Linked DNA regions of Sus scrofa: all the other regions are linked to region 1. The links are chromatin contacts, called in public Hi-C and HiChIP or PLAC-seq maps. All regions are on one chromosome and are shown on one strand. Each heading gives the region's core, a stretch centred on a gene start, on an enhancer-like site or on the middle of the called end of the contact. The rest is flanking DNA. Distances are from core to core; before and after follow the strand shown. Region 1 holds the start of BLCAP (bladder cancer-associated protein). Region 2 overlaps SRC (proto-oncogene tyrosine-protein kinase Src). Region 3 holds the start of MANBAL (protein MANBAL). Region 4 holds the start of GHRH (growth hormone releasing hormone).

Region 1 (2,700 bases), core at 89-2,588:
ATGCATATGCTTCAAAGATAAGAGAACAACAACAACAAAAGACAGCCAAACCCAGACTTCCAGATTCCTCTTTGAAACAACATATTATAGATAAAAAGTTAAACTGGTTTTGGCAGCAATTCTAACAAGACCAAAGTCAGATATGGAATTGACCTGGTCACTGGAAACCGCCCAGGGCACCACAATCTTTCAACAGATTTGCTTGATATTAATTAGTCTTTGATTTAAAACAAACAAATAAATAAACAAGATCTAACATTTGGCCTTAGCACTTAAGCTGGAACTTTTTCTTTTTTTTTTTTTTTTTTGGTCCTGGCTTTGGTGTTGCCGTCCAGAAGGCTGAGGGGATGGTTGTACCATGTCAGGCAGGGCAAACAGAAGCTGTCCCCAACACACCAGTTCCCTGAAAGGGGTAAAACACGAACCAAACCTATAAACAGAAAGACCATTTCTTTCCTAGGACAGACCTCAGTCTGACCCAACATTTAATGTTGAAAAGGGACACGGAGGCCTGGAAGGAAATTAAAGGCGGTCTGGAAGAGGGAAGAAAAAAAAAATCAACTGTCTCCCATCCCCCATTCTTCTTTTCAGGCCATTACTGTGCCAGGCATTCCATTCCTTCAGCTGCCCTTGAGGGCCACTCCCCATACGTACTGGAGGAAAGGGAACAGGTCGGCAGACCTGATAGAAAATTAGAAGGAGTAAGAAGCACCCGCGACCCAAAGCTGAGAGTCAAGCTATCACCCCGGGCACCAAGGCGGTGGCGTGGGAGCGGGAGACCCCTTTCTCTCCTCTCCACGTCCCTTCTGATTAAAAAAAATGCAATTAAAGTGGCAGGGACAGAGTGACAGGACTCTCAGAAGCTGAGCCCCCTGCCATGTGCCCCGGGGTCTAAGAAAAGGTGGCCGCACCCCTAGCCCCGCGCTCCCTAGCTCTGCCTGCTCCCTCCCGAGAGCAAACAGGCGAGCGCTGACCTTGGAGGCCAGAATCTGAACCTAGGAGTCCGGTGACACGCCCTCGGGCCGGGAAGGGACCCCCCAAGGCCCAGGCTGGGGACGAAACAGGGCAATCACGTGACACCGGACAGGGGCGGCCCAAGGTGCACGGAAGGAAAACCCCTGAAAGGGACCGGACGACGCCTAAGGTGACCCCGAAGGGACAACATGGCGGCGCGGCCGCATTGAGGGCCTCTCATCCCGCCCCCAGGAGGCCAATGCCACAGTACCTGCAAGCCCTGCCATGGCGCCGCCGCCACCGCTGTCGCCCTCGCCGCCGCAGCCTGCCTCCACCTCAGCTCGCCACCGACGCCGCAAGAAGCCGGGGAGACGCCCCCTTGGTCTTCTAGACGAGCCGGCCGAGGACCCCTCCCGGGACCGAGCTGCCTACAGCATACGCCTGATCATACGACCTAAATTGGGGTCACTCTCGCCCACTATCCCCCCAATATTTGCCACATATAGCCTTTTGAAGACGTCCTACCAACGTGTGCAGAACTCCAGGGGCTCTGAACTCTTCAAGTCTAAAGTAGTTTTGATCAGGCGTATGCCGGGCAGCCCCGAATCTCGGCTCCTTTGGTCCCCTTATGCATATGCAGCAGATTGTGATCTTTAACACGCTGAGAGAGAAGGGGGCGTACCCTCGTCTCCGTAGGTGAGCGTTTGTTCACTGCGACCCTCGTGGATGACCCGAGTACTCTGGGAAAAACCTTCTCGTGGCTCAAAGTCCGCCTCCTCCCCGGTCCCTTCACCAAGGCCAAAAGGTCAGGAACGGAACTATTCCGGCTCAGAATTTAGGATTTGTCTTGGGTCAGGATCTGACTCTTCCCCACTTCGGGCGAGCCACTTGCCCACTGCGACTCATCTTCCCCAAATCTGATGAAATGCCTGCTTCACAGGGTGGTTGTAGGGATTAAATGAGTCTGTGTATCCATTTATTAGCTAATGAAGCACATTCTTCGAGGTCTTGCTATGCGTAAGTGCAGTGCTAAAAAGGCAAGAGAATAGAATGGAGAGTGACACAGGCGCTGTTCTAACTCAAGGCTCTGCCAGTCCACTGGGGGAGAGTGACGGAAGGGCTTCTACAATCATCGAAAGAGCACTCTCTGTTAATAATTTTAATCAAATCAACATATAATTATGCACGATGGGAAGTGCTGTGGGTGGAAAATGAAGAATGTTATGAAAAGTTAGTGGAATACTAATGTGGGGTGAAGAGTGAGGGTGGTCTCTCCATGGGAAGCTGGTATTTAGGCGGACACCAAGGACAGTTAGGAGCTGCACAGGGCAAGAGTGAGAGGGGAAATGTTCTAGGCAGAAAGAACCCCTTGTCCTAGATGTGGGGGTGGAAAGGAGTGGGTGAGGGTGAGAAATGAGCAAGTAGGGCAGGTTGTGCTACCTAATGAATTTGGATTTTCTCTTGAGGGTAATGAGAAGCCATTTTCATCGGAGGGCTGATAACCAGATTGCGGTTTCTGAAAGGCTACCCTGACTGCATGACTTAGAAAGCACTTTCCAGTGGGTGTAGGGGGACCAGTTAGAAGGCTGGTTTCAGGTTTCCAGGTGCACCTGGCAGGGTGGTGGCTTGGGGAGGTGGAGAAGTAAAGAATGTAAGATGGGCAGGTGGGTGCTGAGGCATTGGCAGCTTAGATCTTTGCCTTGAGTATGATGGAATGAAAGAGACCTTGACTAAGGTGGGAAGAGG
Region 2 (2,700 bases), core at 108-2,607, 130 kb before region 1:
CCATGATGGGAATTCCGGCTCAGAGAACTCTTAACTCTTGAGAGATTCATTCATTCGTCCAGCTGTTTATTGAGCACCTACTGTGCCATACATACCCTGTGTTAGGTGCAGGGAGCACAGCAGTGAGCTAGACAGGCAAAGGCCCATGACAACAATCATATAAACCCATAAACAACCCCCAAATCTGGGCCACATTTTATCAAGAAGAGGCACAAAAAGCAGAGGGACTTAGACCAGTGAAAGGAGTTGGGAAACCCTTCCCAAAGAGGTGACTTTTCCCCCTTGATAGCTGTATTGAGATGTAATTGACATACAATAAACTATACTTATTTAAGGTGTATAGCTTGATAATTTTGACACATGGATGCACTCACGGAACTATCAGCACAGTCAAGATCATCCATCACCCCTAAACATTTCCCTCCCATCCCCCACATGCTGCCTCCAAAGAGGTGACTTGACTTAGGCTGGGAACTGAAGGAGGCATGAGTTACTCTGGTGAAGGGATCAGGGAAGAGCATTCAGGCAGAGGGAACCACATGTGCAAAGGCCCTGGGGCTGGAGTGAGCTCCCAGCCATTTCTCCTTCTTCCAGCTGCCTGCAGTACCCCTGCCCTGGCTGCAACTTTTAGCACTTTCCCTCTGGTGTGAGACAGTTTCAGTCAGGCATGTATTAACTCAACAAACCCTTAGCCCTTTCCGATGTGCCTGGAACACAGATGTGACTCAGACACGGCCCTGCCCCCAATGGAGAGAAACAGTGACCTGGGAAGGTTGGGGAGGTTAGGGCTTCTGATTATGAGGTTTCTTCTGTGCTTGGCCCTGTACCAAAGAAGCACTTCATGGGTACCATCATTGTTCCCATTTTACAGATGGAGAAACTGAGGTTCTGGAAGGCTAATTTACCCAAAGAGACCTCTTTGAGCCTCAGTTTCCCTGTCTGTAGAATGGGTGGGAGTGCAAGCTTAGGGACCCCGGCAGCCCGGCCTGCTCCCTGAGGTCTTCACCCTAAGGTTCTCTCTCATCTCCAGCAGAACCATGGGCAGCAACAAGAGCAAGCCCAAGGACGCCAGCCAGCGGCGCCGCAGCCTGGAGCCTGCCGAGAACACCCACGGCGGCGGGGGCGGCGGCGGCGGTGGCGGTGGTGCCTTTCCCACCTCACAGACCCCCAGCAAGCCAGCCTCCGCGGATGGTCATCGAGGCCCCAGCACGGCCTTCGCCCCTGCGGCCGCCGAGCCCAAGCTGTTTGGTGGCTTCAACTCCTCGGACACTGTCACCTCCCCGCAGAGGGCGGGGCCCCTGGCTGGTCAGTGGGCCTGGGAGTGTGGGTGCCGGGTGCCTAAGCTGTCGGGCTTAGGCTGCTCTGCTCTTTCTCTCACTGAAGGGGAGGAGCCTGTGGGTTACTGGGCCTTGGGGACTGTTGGGAGTTGCCTGGAGGCTTTATAAACTGGAAAGTGTGGTGCACACTTCATTGCTTCTAGGGGTGAATCCGATGCAGAGCATAAAGGACCTAGAGATAGAGGACGATAGAGAGAAACTGAGGCCGTGAGAGCTGGGGGCTTCTCAGGGAGGCACAGGGAGCAGCTTGGAGGCTTTGCTCTTGGCTCTGGTCAGCCCAGAGAAGGATCAGGACTGGAGGCGGTGCGTGGCCAAGAGGGCGGGGCTCTTTGGGAGGGAGACGGGGGGCTTCGGTCTTCAGAGCCCCGCCGAACGCCGAGGTGCGCCCCTGCGCCCTCTGCTGGCGCCTTGGTAATATAGCAGTCCCAGGCACACTTCATTGCCTTTAGGGGTGAATCTGATACAGAGCATATCGTCCTAGAGATAGAGGACGAGAGAGAGAAACTGAGGCCATGAGAGCTGGGGGCTTCTCAGGGAGGCACGGGGAGCAGGTTGGAGGTCCTGAAGACGCACAGACCTAAGACCCTCACACAAACACGACACTTACTCGGACACCCTCAGACAGAGCCACACACACACAGAGTCAGTAGCTCATTCGGAGACACCCATAGAGGACCCCCAGGCTCTAGGATCAAAACAAAGATGCCTGTTATTGGGGGCTTCTGCTTCTATGGGAAAGACAGGTACCAAACAGATAAACCAACAGCTAGCATAACCTAGAGCCCAGTGGGCACACTCAGACACGGAGAGACACGCATGCTTCCTACACCTTTCACAGGCTTGCCTGGACCCCTGGACAAGGTGGGCATGCATAGAGGCCCGCCCCCTGTGAATGGGACCAGGCCTCTGGGCTGGTGGTAGGAGACCAACTCCGCCCCTCCCCCCAGCCAAGGCCTTGGCCGTTCTGACACGCCCCTCTTGCCCTGCAGGCGGGGTGACCACCTTTGTAGCCCTCTATGACTATGAGTCACGGACAGAGACTGACCTGTCTTTCAAGAAAGGGGAACGGCTCCAGATTGTCAACAACACGTGAGTCCCCCGCCCCCCCTTCCCCGTCACCCCTCTGGACCCTGATCCAGGGCCTGGTCTTGAGACAGACAGCTTTGAGTGACCCCAGAGTGGGGAGGCCAGCCTGATGGGCAGTGGGGAGAGCTCAGCATCAAGGCAGCCAAGGTCCAGGGAGCTGACCTGGGGCCTGCAGGAGTGATGAGGCAGGGGCTCTGGGAAGGCTCTGTAATTGGTCAACAGAGCACAGCGTTCCAGATCACAGAACCCGCAGAAGTTGCAGGTGGTGAGGGCAGGA
Region 3 (2,700 bases), core at 109-2,608, 210 kb before region 1:
CAGGCCCTAGCATAGAGTTAAGGCTTCTATACAATGCAAGTCAAATCTACACTAAGGCATCACATCAGATCAGTCAGAATGGCCATCATCAAAAAGTCTACAAATAATAAATGCTGGAGAGTGTGTGGAGGAAAGAGAACCCCCCTTCACTGTTGGTAGGAATGTAAATTGGTGCTGCCACTATAGAAAACAGTATGAGTTTCCTTAAAAAACTAAAAATAGGAGTCCCCTCGTGGTTCAGCAGTAACGAATCTGACTAGTATCCATGAGGACGAGGGTTAATCCCTGGCCCTCATCAGTGGGTTAAGGATCTGGCGTTGCTGTGAGCTTCAGTGTAAGTTGCAGATGTGGCTCAGATCTAGCATTGCCTGTGGCTGTGGCTGTGGTGTAGACTGGTAACTGTAGCTCTGATTCAACCCCTAGCCTGGGAACTTCCATATGCTGCAGGTGTGGCCCTAAAAAGCAAAATAATAATACAATAAAATAAAAATTTTAAAAATAAAAAATAGAGTGACAAATCCTATGACATCACTTATATGTGGAATCTAAAAAAAAAAAAAAAAGATACAAATGAGGAGTTCCCATTGTGGCTCAGTGGTTAACGAATCTGACTAGTATCCATGAGCATGAAGGTTGGATCCCTGGCCTTGCTCAGTGGGTTAAGGATCTGGTGTGGCCATGAGTTGTGGTGTAGGTCACAGACTCCGCTGGGATCTGGCGTTGCTGTGGCTCTGGTGTAGGCAGGCAGCTACACCTCACATTCCACCCCTAGCCTGGGAACCTCCACATGCTGCAGATGCAGCCCTAAAAAAAGCAAAAAAAAAAAAAAAACAAAAAAAAAAAAAACAAATGAACTTATTTACAAAACAGAAATAGACTGATGGACATAGAAAACTTACGGTTGCCAAAGGGGGAGGGGAGGAGCAATAAATTAGGAGTTTGGGATTAACAGACATAGACAACTATACACAAAATGATTGACAAAGTCCTACTGTAGAGCACAGGGAACTATATTCTATGTCTTATAATAACCTATGAAGGAAAAGAATCTGAAAAAGAATATATCTATGTGTATAACTGAATCACTTTGCTGTACACCTGAAACTTATACAACACTGTAAATCAACTATACTTAAAAAAAAAAAAAAAAAAAAAAAAAAAGAGTAAGGCTTCTGCAAATGTGTATAAACATTTCCTGAAATGGGGTGTGATAAAGCCGCTGGGAGAACCGAGGCGTCTGGACCTCACCTCCGCAGATCTCTCCCTCCATCTAAAACCGACACAATCGGGACAAACGTCTAACAAAGCCCAGAGCCAGTATCCACAAATTCTAACAACGCTGGCGGGCGGAACCGAGTCCGCTGGTTGCTCAGGAACGTCACTTCCGGGATGGGGGAGTGTCACGGGGAACCACTTCCGGGGCAGTGCCGCGGCGGCGCGGGAGGTGAGTTTTGCGGCTGTAGGGGCCCGGCGGTGCTTTGAGGGTTGGGCGGAGTAGTACTGGCTGCGGAACCGAGAGGGGTTGGGCTCCGGCGCCGGCCCGGTCCGGCTGTCTCGGAGGCGCTTGGTCGCAGAGCTGCGCTTGGTGCCTAAAGTAAATAACTTCCTGGGGCGCTTCCAAGCATTCGGAAGTTACTTGGAGAGGGAGGTTTGAGTCCCAGCGAGGCAGAGGGCCTCGGTTGCTGCAGCCCAGCGCCTTAGTTTTGAGCCAGGGCCAAAACTCGGTGTTCCTTGCAGATTTGACCTGTCCTTTCTTTCCACGGGCGGAGCATTAGGATTAGCCAGAGCTCCGGAGTCAGTCTGGCCTGGGGTTCGACCCCTGAGTGTACCTGTATTGCTCTGTAACTGGGGACTATCTCTGGTTCTCAATTTCCATCTCTGTAAAATGGGCTCTTAGACTTGATCCGAGGATTAAAGGCGGTGGTGGAGGCAAAGCGCCTTAGTAAGTGCACAGTGCGTGTTTGTTTGCCGAATTGTTTGTTTTTAGGAGAAGTGGGAAATGACTGAAACGTTTTACTTTTTAGTAATTCCAAATTGCGGGACATCTGCCCACCAGTTTCAGCCCACTGGCTGCTGATTCTGATTGCTGTGGGGGATGGATTACCTTTGCATAGGACATAACTCTAACCCAGTTTTGGGTAGTTCTTGGGGACTTTAATGGGATGGGTCTGGGTATATAGCCCATGTCTCTAAGGCAGTGATTCTTGACACTGAGTTTCTGTTGAATTCTCAGGACACAATTTAAAAATCATTTCATTCAAAGCCAGGAATCCCCTACCAACATATTTGGAATCTGGGTTTTTCAGTCTTAGTGAAGACTTTGTTTCTACTTGCTAAGTCTGGACAGCTAGACATGTCTTAGGGGTTATTTATTTTGGAATGTTGACCTTTTTCCCCAGTAAACTTCTTATTTAGAACAATTTTAGATTTACAAAATTATTGTGAAGATAGGACAGTGAGTTCCCATATACAACTCCCATTTACCCAATTGCTAACATTCTACAATAGCATATAGTACTTTCGTCACAATTAATGAACCAATGTCAGTAAGTTATTAATATTTGTGGGGTGTGTGTCTTTTTAGGTCGGCACGCATGGCATATGGAGGTTCCCAGGCTAGGGGTCTAATCAGAGCTGTAGCTGCCGACCTATGCCACAGCTGCAGCAATACAAGATCTGAGCCGCGTCTGCGACCTACAC
Region 4 (2,777 bases), core at 118-2,617, 240 kb before region 1:
GGTCCACCAAGAGGCACCACATTTGCTATAAACCACATGCCCGAGGGATGGGTCATGACACCCTTGTAACCTCTGGGCTGAGAACCTAATCCATGTGGTTGCAAAATCCCACTGGACAAAAAAGGAAAACAACAAGAATAACCCAGCCTATGAGATGAGAACAGCGGAGAAGCTAGCTGTTGACAGATATCTTCCACATGGCCAGTCCAAGGAGCTAGAATTCATGGAATTAAATCTAGTGCATATCCAACAGCACCACCGACAACTCCTTGATGGCCTCAAAGTCATCTTAGGGTTTATCATCTATCATTACAAGTATCAGTCAGTTCTCAACAGTGCTTACAAACTAATTTTGTCATTAGATATATTCGAGGTTGTCTGGCTTCAGGAAAAATGGGCACTTGATTCACAGCAGCTGGCACCTTTTGCCAGACTTGGTGCCAAGAATGCTACAAGAATTCTGCAGATGAACCTTCAACTGACGACAGAGGTCAGATCTCAAGTGCCAAACTAGCGAGGCCATTTTTGAACTCCTGGGGGAAAAAAAACAAATCTTTTACCTTTCTCGAATATTCTACTGTGTGATTTAAGAACCCCGCCCCCCCCAATCCTGACTCTGTTTATAAACTGTTTCCAGCAATAGTGCTCTAAGTTGAGGGAGATCTAAGTTTTTAGTGAGGAAGCATCTTGAACGGTCATTCAAAAGGGTGGTGCCCCACCCCCTTCCAGAAAGGTTGGAGGTGGCTTATGGTAAAAGACGCAAATACTCAGGATCCCTGAAGCCCCGAAGGGTCAAGAGACAAGCTTCAGGAGCAGGTCATTGTGTCTAAAACCTAGAGTAAGGAGTGCGGCTGCAATTGAGCAAGAAAGCAAAACGTTATCAATTTCCAGGCAATTGTATTAAATCGGTCCTGAGCAATCGGTGAGTGGTATTGATTTGCACAGCCACTTGCTTCCTTTCGGGTCCGTGGCAGAATCCCGTTGTGGGCAGGAGAATCTAGCCAGCGGGTGCCTTGCTCTAGCAGCCCACCCCCACACCCATGAAGGAGCACCGAGACCTCAGCTGCCCCTGACAGACACCTGGCACATGTCTGCCTGCCACCTCTCCGAGGACTGAGTGGCCAAGCGTCCAAGACAACCTCAAAATGGCGCCAACCATCAAGAGCACGTTCCAGAGCCACTAACAAGGGGCCTAAAAGGTACTCACCAGTCCACGGGCAAAGAAGACGGCAGTGGGCCTGGTGAACTGGGTGTCTCTGAACTGGTGAGAAGATCAACTGTCTTGCCCCCATCCAGCCCGGCCCCCAGGGCCACCCCCCTCTCACCTCCGATGTGGCAGGTCTCCCTCTGCCAGAAGACGCGGCTCCAGTTCCACGGGCCTCGGGCTCGCCGTTTGCTTCAGCGCCTGCGTGGTACTCGCATCATTTATACCTTCATTTTCCTAAGTGTTGTCAGCGTCAGAGAATCAATTACACACAAGTCCACCAAAGGACCGTTTTTAGCATCGCACTGACAAACCCTAACGGGGGAAAGAGGTTTTGCCCCTCGCCAATTCAGACTCGTATTGAACTTGCCCTTTATCTTCGAGAGCACGGACAGAGCAAAAAAAAAAAAATTATATTATTCCGAGAAGAAGAGAGAGTATAATCCTGCTACTCTAATAATTGGAGTACTCAGAACAGTGAACCACCATTTACTCTCAGAGATAAATGGGCGTTTTAAAAAGTTGGTATAATCTTGTTTTGTCCGTGTGCAACTTTATTTCACTTTAGGGCAGCCAACATTACAGGCTGGGTGTTTTTCTCCTCTTAGTGAGGAAAGTTGCTTGCTATTTCCCTTGTCATCCAATTATCAAGATTTTCCCCTCTTGACTTGTACCTGCTGCGGTCACAGGTCGGTGTAGGCAGCGAGCCTGGGGAGCATCTGTTTCATGTGTCAAGGCTGCCTCAGAGGTGTGTGAGGTGAGAGGGGAGAGATGGAGTGCCTTGGGAGAGTTGTGCTTCCAGATTTCTCTAGCCGATAGCAAAAGAAGCCTCAAGAACGGCATGAAAGTGTGCGAGGCAGAAGCCCTGGTTTCCCATAGGGCTGCTGTGGAGGACTGGAAATTGCTGTGAGCTGAGTCCAACTACCCCTCCGTGTCTGTCCGTCATGACTTTGGTGACCTTCAGAAGTTACTTCTGCCTTCCAGGCCTCAGTTTCTACACTATCGATTTCTACTCCCATCACAGCTCAGGGAAAACAGCAGAGAACAGAAGTTTTCCAAGTTTGTAAATAGTGACACAGAACTTTCTTTGGAAATCGTCTATGGAAGTGCAGTATACAAAGCAGATTTTTTTCTTGGCCGTACCCACTGCATGCAGAAATTCTGGGACCAGGAATCAAACCCAGGTCACTGCTGAGGAACCTGAGCCATAGCAGTGACCAGGTCCTTAACTTGCTGAGCCACCAGGAAACTCCTAAAACAGATTTTTAAAATGGAGCTGCACTGGTTAGAGATTGAGGAGTGGAGACTGCCTTTGCCTGCCCCGGGACACCTCTCTGGTTCGCAGTTAGAACCAGTAGTTTCTGGAACCTCCTCCAAGTGACACTTTATGAACCTGCTTCTTAGCCTTCACTGAGCCATGTTCCTGGCACAGAGCAAACATGGGATGTTCCCCAGAGAAGCAGGGACTGAGCAGCATCACCCTGCAGGCCTGGACACAACGTGGTGTGGTCAGGTCAGGCCAGATCCCCAGGGACTAAGAATGGCTGATGGGTCACAGCTGCAGGTGGCAGAT

What was found. A called contact is a pair of places that touch in the nucleus more often than the background predicts. HiChIP or PLAC-seq counts read pairs in DNA pulled down with a chosen protein or histone mark.
Region 2: an H3K27ac HiChIP or PLAC-seq map of alveolar macrophages shows a contact between it and region 1, with 6 times the contacts expected there. The contact joins the enhancer-like site here to the promoter of BLCAP in region 1. A contact is called at or near these places in 2 of 5 promoter capture datasets (fetal liver and fetal skeletal muscle), 15 of 47 Hi-C or Micro-C datasets (alveolar macrophages, blood, brain and 8 more) and 1 of 2 datasets of contacts at active chromatin or transcription factors (alveolar macrophages).
Region 3: a contact with region 1 is called in an H3K27ac HiChIP or PLAC-seq map of alveolar macrophages. The contact joins the promoter of MANBAL here to the promoter of BLCAP in region 1. A contact is called at or near these places in 4 of 5 promoter capture datasets (fetal liver, liver and skeletal muscle), 32 of 47 Hi-C or Micro-C datasets (adipose tissue, alveolar macrophages, blood and 15 more) and 2 of 2 datasets of contacts at active chromatin or transcription factors (alveolar macrophages and skeletal muscle).
Region 4: a Hi-C map of embryonic fibroblasts shows a contact between it and region 1, with 14 times the contacts expected there. The contact joins the promoter of GHRH here to the promoter of BLCAP in region 1. A contact is called at or near these places in 5 of 5 promoter capture datasets (fetal liver, fetal skeletal muscle, liver and 1 more), 34 of 47 Hi-C or Micro-C datasets (adipose tissue, alveolar macrophages, blood and 16 more) and 2 of 2 datasets of contacts at active chromatin or transcription factors (alveolar macrophages and skeletal muscle).

What each region holds. Positions count from the first base shown.
Region 1 is chr17:40,632,275-40,634,974 of Sscrofa11.1, forward strand. BLCAP (bladder cancer-associated protein) reads right to left here and starts at 1,339. Exons shown (of 3, transcript XR_001302112.2): 1 at 1,226-1,339.
Region 2 is chr17:40,502,819-40,505,518 of Sscrofa11.1, forward strand. SRC (proto-oncogene tyrosine-protein kinase Src) reads left to right here. Exons shown (of 14, transcript XM_021077973.1): 4 at 1,031-1,305; 5 at 2,327-2,426. The coding sequence starts at 1,038. Among named protein-coding and RNA genes, the nearest start is that of SRC, 33 kb to the left of the region's middle. Within about 2 kb of position 1,358, at least 31 of the 83 cell types and tissues checked have an H3K27ac peak or open chromatin away from gene starts, as enhancers often do. A contact at or near this core is called in alveolar macrophages, fetal liver, retroperitoneal adipose tissue and 1 more, where this site is marked.
Region 3 is chr17:40,419,387-40,422,086 of Sscrofa11.1, forward strand. It overlaps MANBAL (protein MANBAL), which reads left to right and starts at 1,359. Exons shown (of 4, transcript XM_005672921.3): 1 at 1,359-1,444.
Region 4 is chr17:40,396,490-40,399,266 of Sscrofa11.1, forward strand. It overlaps GHRH (growth hormone releasing hormone), which reads right to left and starts at 1,368. Exons shown (of 5, transcript NM_001195118.1): 1 at 1,208-1,368.